Linked DNA regions of Anser cygnoides: region 1 is linked to region 2. Evidence: chromatin contacts called from public Hi-C data. All regions are on one chromosome and are shown on one strand. The core of a region is the stretch at or near the end of the contact, and the rest is flanking DNA. Distances in the headings are between cores, read along the strand shown. Region 1 holds the start of HORMAD2 (HORMA domain containing 2). Region 2 holds the start of MED13L (mediator complex subunit 13L).

Region 1 (6,094 bases), core at 597-3,096, 730 kb before region 2:
TCCACTTGCAATCAAAAACCTGAAAAAAAAACAGACAGGAGACACCTGGAAAATACACCATCATTACAACTCCTCATCTTCCTTAAAGTAGGAGCCAGATTCTTCAGCCAGATTCGGTATAAAAACTAATTGCCAGCTAAAGCAAAGCAAACCATAGATACACTATGGCACTGTCTGGAAGTTTGCAGAATGGAAAAACTCTCTATTCACTGGTAAATGATCAATAGTATTTGAAATTCAGGGCCATAAGTGTACTCGATGCCAGCTACTGCCCTTTTAAATTGCATTTTTCATATTCCAAGCCACAATGTTAATTCCTACAACCATGAAAAAGTGTGAAGGGGGAATGTGAAAGAACTGGAATTCTGCCAATGGTATCCAGTATTTTAGCAGGGTAAGCAGGAAACACACTAACATCAATCTTGGCCAGAATACAGGAATGACTCTTCTGGGACACCTTGGAAAAAAAAAAAAAAAAAAAGAGAAGTCCACATTGTGTTAATGAAAGCACGTCTTGTTAAACAAACCTGGATTAAAGAGGAAAATCCTTTTTCTTTTTCAATTATTAATTTTTTATTTAACAAGAATGGAAAGCTGGTTGATAAAGGCAATAACGTGGATGTTACATGTTTGGCACTTCAGTGAGGTGCTTGATTTAGCACCGACTGACATCTTGATTAAAAGCTTCCATTAGATGGAATTAGCAAGGCGCACATTAACCAGTTTGAAAAATGGCTCGCTGCGAGATCTCAACGTGTAGTCGCTAACGGGGAGACGCTAATGAAGAACACCACGAAGAGGTCCCCAGCGGAGCGCTTCCTTGTCCACAGCCAGTCAGTATTTCTATTAACAATTAAAATAATAACATAAACGTAGTGGATTGATTTAAATCGTGAACTAACGCAGTGAGCAGAGGACTTTTATTGCAGCTGACTGAATCTCGTTCTGTGTTTTACCTTTTCAGCTCTTTTCCATGGACGCCTCGTTTCCATTTGCTGGCAGTCATTAGGACGTTGATTGGAACCTGTCACAGCTTTTGTGCTAAATTTAGCACTTCATTTAGTAATGAGGGCGGATTACTGCTATAGAAGTATATTTCAACAAATACACACCTGCGAAATTTTTAGTATTTACATGTTAAATATTTTAGGATTTTTTAAAATCACGTTTGACTAAGCACACTTCAAACAGGACTGGAATGCAATTAAAACAGACAAAGGCATTACTCCGACGTCAGGTTATTAGCTAAATAAAGCTGATTTAAGTGAGCCAGAGAGATAAGGAAATATGTTTTCTACAACACGGTACATTCATAATCGATTTACACACAAAGGAAATGTCATCTTGACTGCGTGTATCTGATCTGATTGCTTGGGTACGTGGCGCCCCCGAGGGCACCACAATCACGACTGCAACCCGGCCAAACCTGACTTTTTTTTTTCCCGGATTATGAGAGAGGAAAAAAGCTGCCCGGCTTCCAAAGCCCCACCGCGCTGCGAGCCGGGGAGCCGAGGAGAGGGAACGGGCCAGGACCAGGACCCGGCCCCGGCCCCCGGCCCCTCAGCGCCCCCGGCCCTGCCATGTGGCCTCACCCCAGGGCATGGCTGCGGGCGGCCGCTTGCTCCCCATCATTAATTTCGGCTGCTTTCAGACTACAGCGGCCTCCATAAGGCTGCCACTGGAGTTTTAAAAGCGTTTTTTTTGTCTTGTTTTGTTTTTCTGACCGGGGAGCCCCCAGCGCCACCCGCAGCCGGGGCTGGCGCCCGCCGCCCCTCGCCAGCCCGCGGGGTCCCGCTGAGGCGCCGGGCCACGGCCGCCACAGCGCGGAGCCATCTTGACGCACGGCGGCCCCCTCGCTGTGTCGGGCCGGGCCGTGCCGGGCCAGTACCTGCGCGGCTGAGCCCCGCTCCTTCAGCCTGGGGGCCGCGGGCTCCGCCTGCCGGCTCGGCTCGGCTCGGCTCCGGGCGGTGCCGCGGGGCCCCCGGGCCTGCGCGGCGCTGGGGGCGGGCGGAGGGCGGGGGCTCGGCGGCGCCGTGGCAGGCCCGGCTGAGGGGGAAAGTGGCGCTGGGTCCAAAGACGGCGCGTGGAGGGTCCAGGCGGTGCAGGGGGAGCATGGCCCCGATGTGGGGGCTTGGGAGCGTGGAGGAGGCTTCCAGGGCAGCGGGGCTCCCGCCAGGCTGATGGCAAAGGTGCCTGCTCGCAGCCTGTGGGCAGCTTTCCTCTTCATAGAATCCTAGAGTCATTAAGGTTGGAAACGAGCTCCAAGATCATCTGGTCCAACCATCCCCCTACCACCAATATCACCCACTAATCCGTGTCCCTAAGCACCACGTCCAACATTTCCTTAAACACCCCCAGGGACGGTGATGCCACCACCTCCCTGGGCAACCCGTCCCAATGTCTAACTAACTTCCTTCCCCCAGGGCCCCTGAGTGCAGACACAGCAAGGTGCCCTTTGGTAGCGTGACTGAGGGAAGAAATAGCAGCACAGTCATCGCAGGGCATTAGGCTTGGCCCAAGCATGCCTGGAGGCCGGCACCAGGCGCTCGTGGTGCTGTCCAAGCAGGTGTCGCCAGCGGCCGTGCCTTCCCCACTGAAGCAAAAGGTGCATTTCTTTACCTCCCAGCTGCACAAACCATTTTCTGCATAGTGGGACTGTTAAATGTATGCAAACCCCTGCTGAAGTGAGGGACGGGGTGCTGCAGCATGAACAGGAGCCACACCACAGGTGGCTCTGACAACCTGATGCAGTCACAGTGCCAGCATCAAGAAAGTGAGGAGGTCCCACCAAACAAGTAGCACCTGAATTTTTGAACCAAGACATCAGTGTGGCTTTGTGGGACTGGATAAAGGTGAAAGGTGACTGGTTTTGCTTCACTAACACACTCTCCAGCTGGTCTAAGTTCATGCTGGGGTTGGGACATGTCCCTGGGTTTCACCCCATGCTCAAGTCTCCAACATCTATGCTTGTAACAGCACTTTGCTATCATGCAGGTTTAAAATCATGGTACTGCTTTTATTATCAGCATATCAGTCAAAATTAGGTGCATGTTTTATACTACTCAAAGACAAAAGACGTTCTTAGAACACTCAGGTACTTCCCCAGGGAAAGGAAAACATTTAATATCATCCTGACTCAAATTTATGACATCAGAGACTTCATAAGAAGCAGATTCTTTTTGGAGCTAGTGTCACAACCCAGGACTCCAGACAAGGAAGATGAATTTCCCTTTTTAACCAACACCTCATTTACAGAATGACCTGCCTAAACCTTTTCTTCCTGTTTCCAGGCATTCTGTCACTCTTCAGAAAAGGAAATGTAATTTTTCTTTCTGATCTCTACCAGATTACAATTTCAAAATTCATTAGCCCAAGCAATTCAGTAGGGATGCTGGTAGGAAGAGCCACCGCACATAGGTCCCCTGACTCTTGAAACATCAAAAACTGGGGCTGGTGACGATGATTTGCCCGGCTGGTAGGGTAGGCTGCAGTGTTTTCTGAGTACCTGTATTTTTCCAGGGTGTTTTCTGATCTCTTTCCAAAGACCTTTTCCCTAGTTCAGTCAACAACAGCTGCTAAACAGCTCCTCCCCGAGGGAGGAGTAAAAGACATAACTGATTTACAAGAATAACTTAACAATGTTAAAACAAAACAGGACTGGTGCTAGTGTCAGCCTAGGAAAGGTCTGAAGGTGACAGCTGTCGGAGTGACACGCTGAAGGCTTTGCACAACCATGTTTGCCCGTCGCTTGCCTTTGTGGAGATCCAGCGCTACCAGCAAGCCGTGGCAGTTGGGTCTCTCTCTGCGTCACAGCTGGGAGAGGTGCCAAGCTTGGAGCTGTAGAGGATTCAACACAACAGCAGACCAGGGGCAACAGGTCGATATGCAGCAGAACCAAGTATTAGAAGATCTGGAAATGCCTGTTGCAAGAAGAGAAACCGAGAATCTCTTCCAAGAGCGGCCTGAGACTGGGAACCAATATCTGGAAGATGCTTTGCTTCGGGGTTACCTGAAGGCACACCTTCCTCCCAAGGTCTGACGTACATGTTTGTGTTTCTGTGTGTATACACACTACAGTTCTGGCTAGGTGACTGCTTAAGACTATGAATTGAACATTTCTCGGAGCCCTTTTGTGCCTTCAGTGTGTTTAACTGAGGGGAATTTACCAGCATTCCATAAAACTTGTTTTATGTGAATCAGTGCAGGGGTGAAAAATACTCCCAGGACGTAAACAGAAATAGAAAGGGCCTAGTGGACTCCTGTGACTGGCTTGGGTGTTGCAAGGAGTGTTGTTAGATTGTCAGTGTGTGCATTTGTTACCTGGTCACCCAGCATTAAAAAAAAAAAAAATCAGAGAAAGGGAAAAAACTGAGGTGCTTCCAAATTCTGCTGTGCTCTTCCACTTCTCCCTCACTAGGGAAGAGGTTTTTTTAAGGAACTTCCTTGCCAAAAGAATGAGGCTGTTGTCAGCTGAATGCAGAAGAGGATGGAAAGGCCCTTGGGGGTTTGCTTCTTCTCAGCAACAGTCACCGGCTTTTCTGAGCTGATTTTCAGCGTGACGGCTCTGTGCAGAGCTGCAGGGGTGCAGAGAGGTAGAGCAAGACCCCAAGCTGTGGGTCCCTGTTCTGTGAGCTTCGGGCCTGCAGGAAGCCCGGGGGCTCATTGCGTCGGCTCTTCTCTGCCCTCACCCCCAGGACTGCAACTGCTTCTCACTCGTCAGGGACCGGATCTCATGGAGCTGAGCGTGACCTCTCGCTGTGAGTCATTCCAGCAGAAGCAGTACCTGTAAAGCCATGTGAGTAACGGAGGCAGATCCTGGCTGTCAGCGATGCTCTTGGTCTCCACGTCTGTGAGGCCTTGCAGTCTTGGGGTGGTAGGAGTGCGATGGCAGCGCTGGGAGCTTGCTTTTGTCACGGCCGTCGCGGGAGACAGGAATGAGGCCTCCCTACGCACCACTGTGGCCTTCTTGCTAAAAGAGAACGTGAGGGAAAGGACAATACCTTTGGGCAACCATGAAGATCTTGCTCCTAATCTGCACCTTTGCAAGAAGCATGATTCAGATCTTCTGAAGAACTAAAAAGGTCAGAGCTGCTCTCCACTCGTTCCCCAAAGAGACACAGTGGCTGCAAAATCTACCAGAAAATCATCAGAATCTCCCTTACGTTTCTGCGCATAGTCCCAGCGGGGCAGTGTTGCCTCACTGCTAAAAGGGAGAGCCCAGTCTCTGCTCTCTGCCTGAAGCAGCACCAGCTTGTCCGCAGCCTGAGAGGCTGCTCTCCATACGAACGCCCTCCTGTCCAGGGGAGCAGCAGCAGCTGCAGCTCTGTGTGTCGCGCTGAAGCAGACACCACAGTGGAGGCTGATTCCCGTTCTACTATTCACCTGTGTTCAGCAGTGAACACAAAAATTTCCCTGGAATGGAGCAAAGGCTTTCTTTGTTTGAAGGTGATTTCTGGAGAACACAGAAGAAAGCATCCACTTTTTTTTTTTTTTTTTCTGAGCACAGTGGTGGAGATATCTATCAGTCTTTGATTCCTCTGTAAATAAGTCCTGTAATAGAAAGGATCGTACGTTTGCCCTCTTAGTTTGTTTTTTCTATAGTCATCCCTGGAACATCAAAGCAGTGGTTAGGGTGAGCGAGACCACCAGCAGATGCTGCAAGTTAGTGGCGTCAGCCTTGAACCTCACGGTTTGCAGCTGCCTCCCCAGTATCCTGTTGTGTGGTTTTGGAGCGCCCCGGCTGCGGTGTGTTACATGCAGCAGTCACAAATGCAGGAACTCTGATTTTGTTCTCTTACCTTGAAAATAAACACATTTGCTTGGGCAACACACTGGTTTATAAGTGTGGTCAGGGCAAGAGCTCGCAGCTAGGCACTATGTTTTTTTGGTTTTGGTTTTGTTTTTTTTTTAAGAAAATGTGGATATGGAGGTAAAGAGACTGTTGTAGTGAGCTCACTGTAGCATGCTTACTAAGAGACCTGTTTGGAAAACTACTACTCTTCTGCCCACAAAAAAAATGCCAGCTAAAGAGTTCAAAGGTTCCTGTGCTTCAGGGATTAGTGAAATCCGTGCACCTTGGATGCTTAGGTTGTGC
Region 2 (6,569 bases), core at 4,066-6,565:
AATAACAGCTGGGGGGGTCTGGCACCACATCTGGCAGCAGCCTATATTTGATCTTTTCTTTATCCGGGACAAGGAACAGAAACTCCATGAAGTCCCAGCAGATGATCTCTGCTGCTGTTCATTGCCAAAGAACAACACTTTGGTACCAGAGATCACGAAACACCTCAGACAGCCTCACTTGGGCAGGTTTGGAGTCAGGTGGGATGTGGTTGTATTGCTTTTGTGCACGATAAAATAATCTGCTACTCGTTTTGATTGAAAATATACGTAGTGTCTGTAGCTATTTCTATACTTAGGGGTGATCGTAAACAGACCGCCTGGATTTATCTTGCAATGTTTATTGCTAACGATGGTGAACAAGGATGACTAATTCAAAGGCCACAGTCTAATCACTAGCTGGGCTTAAACTGCGGGCCTCATGTACTACTTCTCTACAAACAGATCTTTTATTGATGTATTTATTTTCCTCATAGGTAGAAGTATCTCCTTTCAGAAACACGGTATCTTGTTGTAAAGCTGAGGTAATTTTTTGTCTTTATTGACACAAGGAATAAATTTACTAATATAGCCAGTCACATATCTTAATGATATTAAAAAGTTACTTAACATGCAATCTCTAGATTATGAATATTTTAAAAAAATATCCCAAAGGACTGTTTAGTATGGATTTAATGTATGGTTTTTTTTTAATTTTGATTTTTATGTTAAAATTAAATGCTGTTAATTTATTCATGTCAGTGAACTATTTTTCTTTTCTTTTAAGTCTTCAATCTGTGGAAGTAAAGACATTTGGTTTAAAAACAAAACCATTATGTGTTCTTATTCATAACCACTTGAACAAAAAATGTAATTACTGGATAAATTAAAAAACACTTAAGAAATGTATGCAGCCTCATAAAAAGTAGACAATGAGCCTACTGGAAACATGTTTGAAATTAGCCTGTTCAGCTGCACTGTATTGCAAAAACATGCAGTAACAAACTACATGAATCATGGACAATGAACTTCTAAAATTGTCAGGGTTTTGAAATCACTAAATTGAGGAGATTTTGTTTAAGAGCATCTCATGGGTGGGCGGGGGGATCTAAACAATTTTTTTTATTTTTATTTTTTGACTCGGAGAAAAGTTAAAGACTGTTTACTTGTATTATATTCATAATTTTGTTCTCATCATTTTCCTCTACCCTATCCTTTCCATTCCTGGGTATTGTAGGCATCTGGAGAGGAAAATGTGGGAAACGGTAAAAATGATGCTTGATTAAATTAGACCCAAGACAATCCTTACTTATACTGCAAAAGCTAGAAGCTGTGCTTGTGAATAACCATAGTGTCTATCTCAAATGTGTGAAAAATTAGGAACAGTTCAAAAAAAAAAATCCATTTGCTGCTCTTCCAGCTAAGGACTAAAATTGACCAGAATTTACCTGAAACTTTTTATCAAGACTGTCAGTCAAAACAAGCAAACTCTGAGTTTTATATTCCTGGAGGTTAAAAACAAACAAACAAAACAAACAAACAAACAAAAAAAAACCACAAGTATAGATAATGTTAAAATAAACCTTTCATTTTCCTTATGAAAATTTTGCAAATCTTAGTTTTCTGTGTGACTTAGGTTAGCAAAATCCTTATAGATTTATCTTTATTAAGCTATAAAACTAAAAAATAAAATTTGAGCAGAGAAATACAAGATTATCTGTCTCTTATTGATTTTTGTTGCCTTGCATTTTGAAGTAATTTGTATTGATTGTGCCTTTGTAATACTTGGATGTCGAAGAAGAGGCTAATTTCTAAGAAAATTGGAAAATGACAAGATATAGAATTATACAAAGTCAGTAGTACAGCTACCACTGTTGCATTTCAGTTAGGATTTGGACTTATTCTCATATAAACACGTGGGCCTATCATGACAATAATGATTGTACTGGAAACAACAATTGAGAGGGGGATGTTTTTGCAACTTAGGCTTCTAAGCATTTCTTTTGCCTAGAAATGAGTTACCTTTGACGTGAAATGCCAAAGACGACTTCTTTTTGATACTGATGAAACTTGGCTGACCTCCGGTTCTGCTCCTGGTGTAAGAAGGGCCGAACTCATAACCCTGCCTGAATCCAGCGCTCAAGCCAGTTGTATTGCTCAAGTAAAAATTTTTGTTATAAATCTGAGGTGCTTAAAAGCACAGCAAAGTTGACGTACTTTAATAACAATAAACCCAAGCGATTGCTTGACATTTCAGATTTGTTTTAGCTTTCTGACATCTTTGTTTTTTCCTCCATGTTTAGTTTGAAGCAGAAGCAACACCTGCTGGTGAAAACGAAGTCTACGAAACTGCTGAGCCATCCTCCTGGAAGAACAGGTTTGATCATTACTGTAGGCTCTAGTAAGGTGTTGTAGAATAAAATAATCTTGCCTATCACTATTTGGACTCTAATTCTGGGAGGTGTCCAGAAGGGTAGGTAACTGGCTCCTTCCCAGAGCGCTTACCAATAGTGAGGGGTAAGTGTGACACAGCTGATCTCCAGGAGGCTGGAAACTCCGCTCTAGTTCAGAGTTTTGGTCTTGCTGCTTGCAGTTTAATACACTGGCAGAATTAATTAGAAAGTTCGTATACCTTGCTACTGCAGAAAAATGGTTGGTTGGTCAAGGTAGAAAACCCAATGGTGTTGTTCATGTTCATCGATAAGTTGGCAGTAAAAGAAAACAGGGAATAAAACTTGAATACCCTGAGTTGGGAAACACGTTCCACCACATACCATCTAGGATAATTATGCATGAGCAAGTGTCACTTGTGCTTGTATATGATATCTGTAAGTGGAACAATTTCTGTTCTAAGTAACACTATCGACAGAAGACAGCAAGGGAACTCTCCTGGTTTGGTACTCTGAAGTGAAAGATTAGGCTATAGTGATTTCTCATGTCTATTAAATTGAACATAATATGAAGTCAAGTAACCAGTAAAAGACTTAAAGAGATTTTTTTTCAGTTTAAAAACAAAGTGAACTTTGCAACGCAGAGACGTGGCCAAAACTTTCAACTGATAGCCCTGCACAAATGCAAACAGAACAGCAACTCTTCGACTTTAAAACATTCACTCACAAAGGAAATGTAATTACAGTGAAAGATATTTAGTTGAAAGAGTTGTTAGCTTTCACAAGAATCCCGAAAAAATGGCCGAAGCAGCAGTGTGAGGATATTAACATTTCTCCCCCGAAAATGGATTCGAATGATGTGTTAGGCCCCAGTGTGGGTTATCTTAAGATGGGGAGAAAATCAAGCACAGTAAGTCATTTCTACTTGGAAGATGCAGAAGAGAAATGCTGACAACTGGTTGTACCGTTTGGAGGGTAAGCAGCCCATGGAGGAAACATGAATACACTCTTCTGCAGGGTCTAATTCTGCAAAGTGTTGTTGCTCTCTGGGATAAATAATAAAGTGATCCTCGATTTCAAAATATTTTTATAATAAGAAAAACATTTTTTTTTCATGTTAATGGATGTTCTATTTCAGAAATGGAACGGATGCTTTATAAAAGTGTTTGTTGTACCCTAGGCATTACTTAGTAATTGGACTTATAACTGAAGCTGGAGTGTATTAATGGGGAAGGGTGTGTTTTTCAACCTTTGCTGGTTAATACGTGTTGCTCGACAAATTTGCAAGTGTCACATTGTGTTCTCTGTTTATGAGACTTGTCTCCAAAAGAAAGGGGAGTAATATGGACCAGAGTACTCTACTCTGCTGCTTCTGGTTTGCCAGCTTGCAGCAAGTGCTTTCTAGAATATTGGCAGTTTGATTACTTTGTCAGCTTTGTCCCTTACCAGTTCGGAGCTTTCACAACACCTTTGTGGCACTTTGATCTCCTAAATGAAATGAAGGAGGGTAAAAGTCTCTCTCTCCCTGGAGTGAGTTTGTAGTTTATTTGGCAATCTAGTATGTTTAAAAATAAAAATAAAAAAGTGCACCTGTAGCTGAATGTGAATATTTAGATTGTGTGTTTGAAAACACCAGTATAGCCCCAGTCTTTGCAAGACAGAATCCTGTTTGGTGTGACAGTGACGTGAACGGGGCTTGATAGATTTGTCAGTGGCAGAACACACACCGTGAGAACGCCGGCCTGGGTGGAAATTTTCTTTTAGCCCAAATTCTCTCTCTCGCTGTGTGCGTAAGCTGGGTGAATGGCAGTGATGCCTGTTTGTCTTAGAGATTTGTTACTATGAGGTAAGTCCAAACAAACGCCATTCAGTCATTAGAACAGATGCTAATCTTCTTAATTTATTACAAAGAAAATAATCGAAAAAAAAAGCCTAAATAAGATTAAAAATCATGATAAGGAAAGCTGCCATTAGGCACGGAGGGAAAACTTTTCCCACTGAATGACAGCACTGAAAACGTGCTACATTTTCTATGGAATCATAGAATGGTTCTATAGGTCCTACGATCCTATGGTTCTATAGATTCTGTGATTGTATAGATCCTATAATCCTATTGATTCTGTAGATTATATGATTCTATAGATCCTATAGATTCTATAGGTTCTACGGCCCTATAGATTCTATGGGTTCGATGATCCTATAGATCCTATGGATTCTATGATCCTATGATTCTATAGATCCTATAGATTCTATAGGTTCTATGATTCTACAGATACTATACATTTTATAGATTCGATGACTCTATAGATTCCATGATTCTATAGATCCTATAGATTCTATGATCCTATGATTCCATAGGTTCTATGATTCTATAGATTCTATGACCCTAGTTCTGTCCCAAAGCTTAAGTTTCTAAACAAACTTTGTGTTTCGGACGGTGACAGTCGCTTTGTGTCCCCCGTGCAGGGTGCAGCAGCCGGTCCGTGTGAGGTTCAGGCTGCTGAGCTGTGACCTGCACCTGTGGGTTCCTGAGGGCTGGACCCAGCAGGACACCGTGAACCTTGAAAATCCCGAATTTCGGGGTTTCTTACGAACAAAATCCTCAATAATGACACGAGACGGCTTCACTATGCGGCGGGCCCCCCCCTCCTGCAGCCGTTACCCGGACGGGGTGCCCACCAGCCGCCCCCGAGCCCCATTTCCATCACCCCCCCCCTCACCCCGACCCCCCTGCGCGCTCCCGCCTGCGCGCCCCCGGCGGGGCGGGGCCGCGAGCCGTGAGGGGAGGGGAGCGAGTCGGGGGAGGGAGGGAGCGGAGAAAAAAGGGGGCGGAGCCTCCCGCCGCGCCCCGCCCCCGCCCGCCGCGCGTCACGTGTGTCGGCGGCGCCCAATGGCGAGGCGCGGTGCGGCGGGCGGCCGCCATTGCTGTCAGAGCGGCGAGAGGCAGCGGCGGGTGCGCGAGGGCGGCCGGGCGGGGCCGCAGCGGGGCCGCCGCCAGCAGCGCTCCCGCGGCCGGGCCCGGGCCCGGGCCCGGGGCCGCCGCCTCTCCTCCTTCCCTTCCTTCCCCTCCCTCCGCTCCCGGGCTCCTTCGGCCGCAGCAGCGAGCGGAGGGGCCGCGGCCTCCGCCGGGCGGCGCCCCCCCGCTCCCCGCCGCTTGCAGGCCGCGGAGCCGCTCCGCCCGCCGCCGGGGGGGGGCCGCGGCTGGGCCCTGAGGGAGGCCCCCCCCCCTTCTTCCTCCTCCTCCTCCTCGCTTCGCCCCCCCTCCCCGCCGGGGGCCCCCTTGAAGCAGCGCCGCCCCGGCCTCGCCGCCGCCGCCTCACGCCCCCTGCCGGCCGCGCTGCCCCCCCCTGCCCCGGGCTGGGGTCGGGGCTTAGCGCCCGGTGCTCCCCCAGCCCCGCCGGGCCCGGCCCCTCAGACATGCCCCGCTCCGGCGGCACGGCTCGCCGAGGATCATGACGGCGGCGGCCAACTGGGTGGCGAACGGGGCCAGCCTGGAGGACTGCCACTCCAACCTCTTCTCGCTGGTGAGTGGGCACCGGGGAGACAGGGCGGGGGGGGGGGGGGGGTACCGGGGGGTGGGTCGCGGCCGGCCCCGGTGGGGGGTTTTTTAGAGCCCCGCTGCGTGGGGCTGCTCCTCCCGCTGGCTCCTCCCTCGGCTCGGCGCCCCGGGCTTGCTTCGTGCTGCTGCGCCCTCCCCGCGCGGCTGCTGGGGGGCAGGAGCTGGATGGAGCGGCCCCCTCCCCGGTAAGGCGCTGCCAGCCTGTTGGGGTCCCTGCTGGTGGGGACAGGCGCCATTTCGGGGGCTGGGGGCCTCTGTCCTGGCACGGCCCCGCTGTGTGTATGGGGCTCGGGTGGGCAGAAATGCTGTTTGTTTGCCTTTTTTTTTTCTTTTTTTTTTTCCCTTCGCTGGAGGGAAGCAGCTGAAAATGGGCTCTGGTGGTTAGGCGGATAGCCGAGATGTCATCCTCCCGTCTCGTTGGTGATCGACAACTTTGTACTCGGCTCGGTTGGTTTAACGCTGCAGGAATTACGTTATCAGCCAGCTGCAGCTTCGTGAGCTAAATTTGAAGCGAGAAAACGGTCTGTTTCCGTGTAAGGGCAGGGCCCCTTGGAAGTGGGGCTATTGCCGTGCCTTATTTTACCTGCCACCTGCAGGAGCCGCGTCCCTTGTGGCGGGGCAGCAGCCGGGTGAGTGGGAGGGCT

The links. A called contact is a pair of places that touch in the nucleus more often than the background predicts.
Region 1: a Hi-C map of liver shows a contact between it and region 2, with 5 times the contacts expected there. The contact joins the promoter of HORMAD2 here to the promoter of MED13L in region 2. A contact is called at or near these places in 2 of 7 Hi-C or Micro-C datasets (both in liver).

Annotation. Positions count from the first base shown.
Region 1 is chr17:14,051,828-14,057,921 of Taihu_goose_T2T_genome, reverse strand. It overlaps HORMAD2 (HORMA domain containing 2), which reads right to left and starts at 1,846. Exons shown (of 13, transcript XM_066979181.1): 1 at 957-1,846; 2 at 416-457; 3 at 1-19. LOC106049048 (acyl-CoA dehydrogenase family member 11-like) reads left to right here and starts at 3,522. Exons shown (of 15, transcript XM_048054800.2): 1 at 3,522-4,033. The coding sequence starts at 3,734.
Region 2 is chr17:13,321,255-13,327,823 of Taihu_goose_T2T_genome, reverse strand. MED13L (mediator complex subunit 13L) reads left to right here and starts at 5,315. Exons shown (of 31, transcript XM_066978764.1): 1 at 5,315-5,890. The coding sequence starts at 5,819. LOC136786538 (a long non-coding RNA gene) reads left to right here. Exons shown (of 10, transcript XR_010825457.1): 8 at 1-521; 9 at 2,280-2,353; 10 at 2,981-4,035.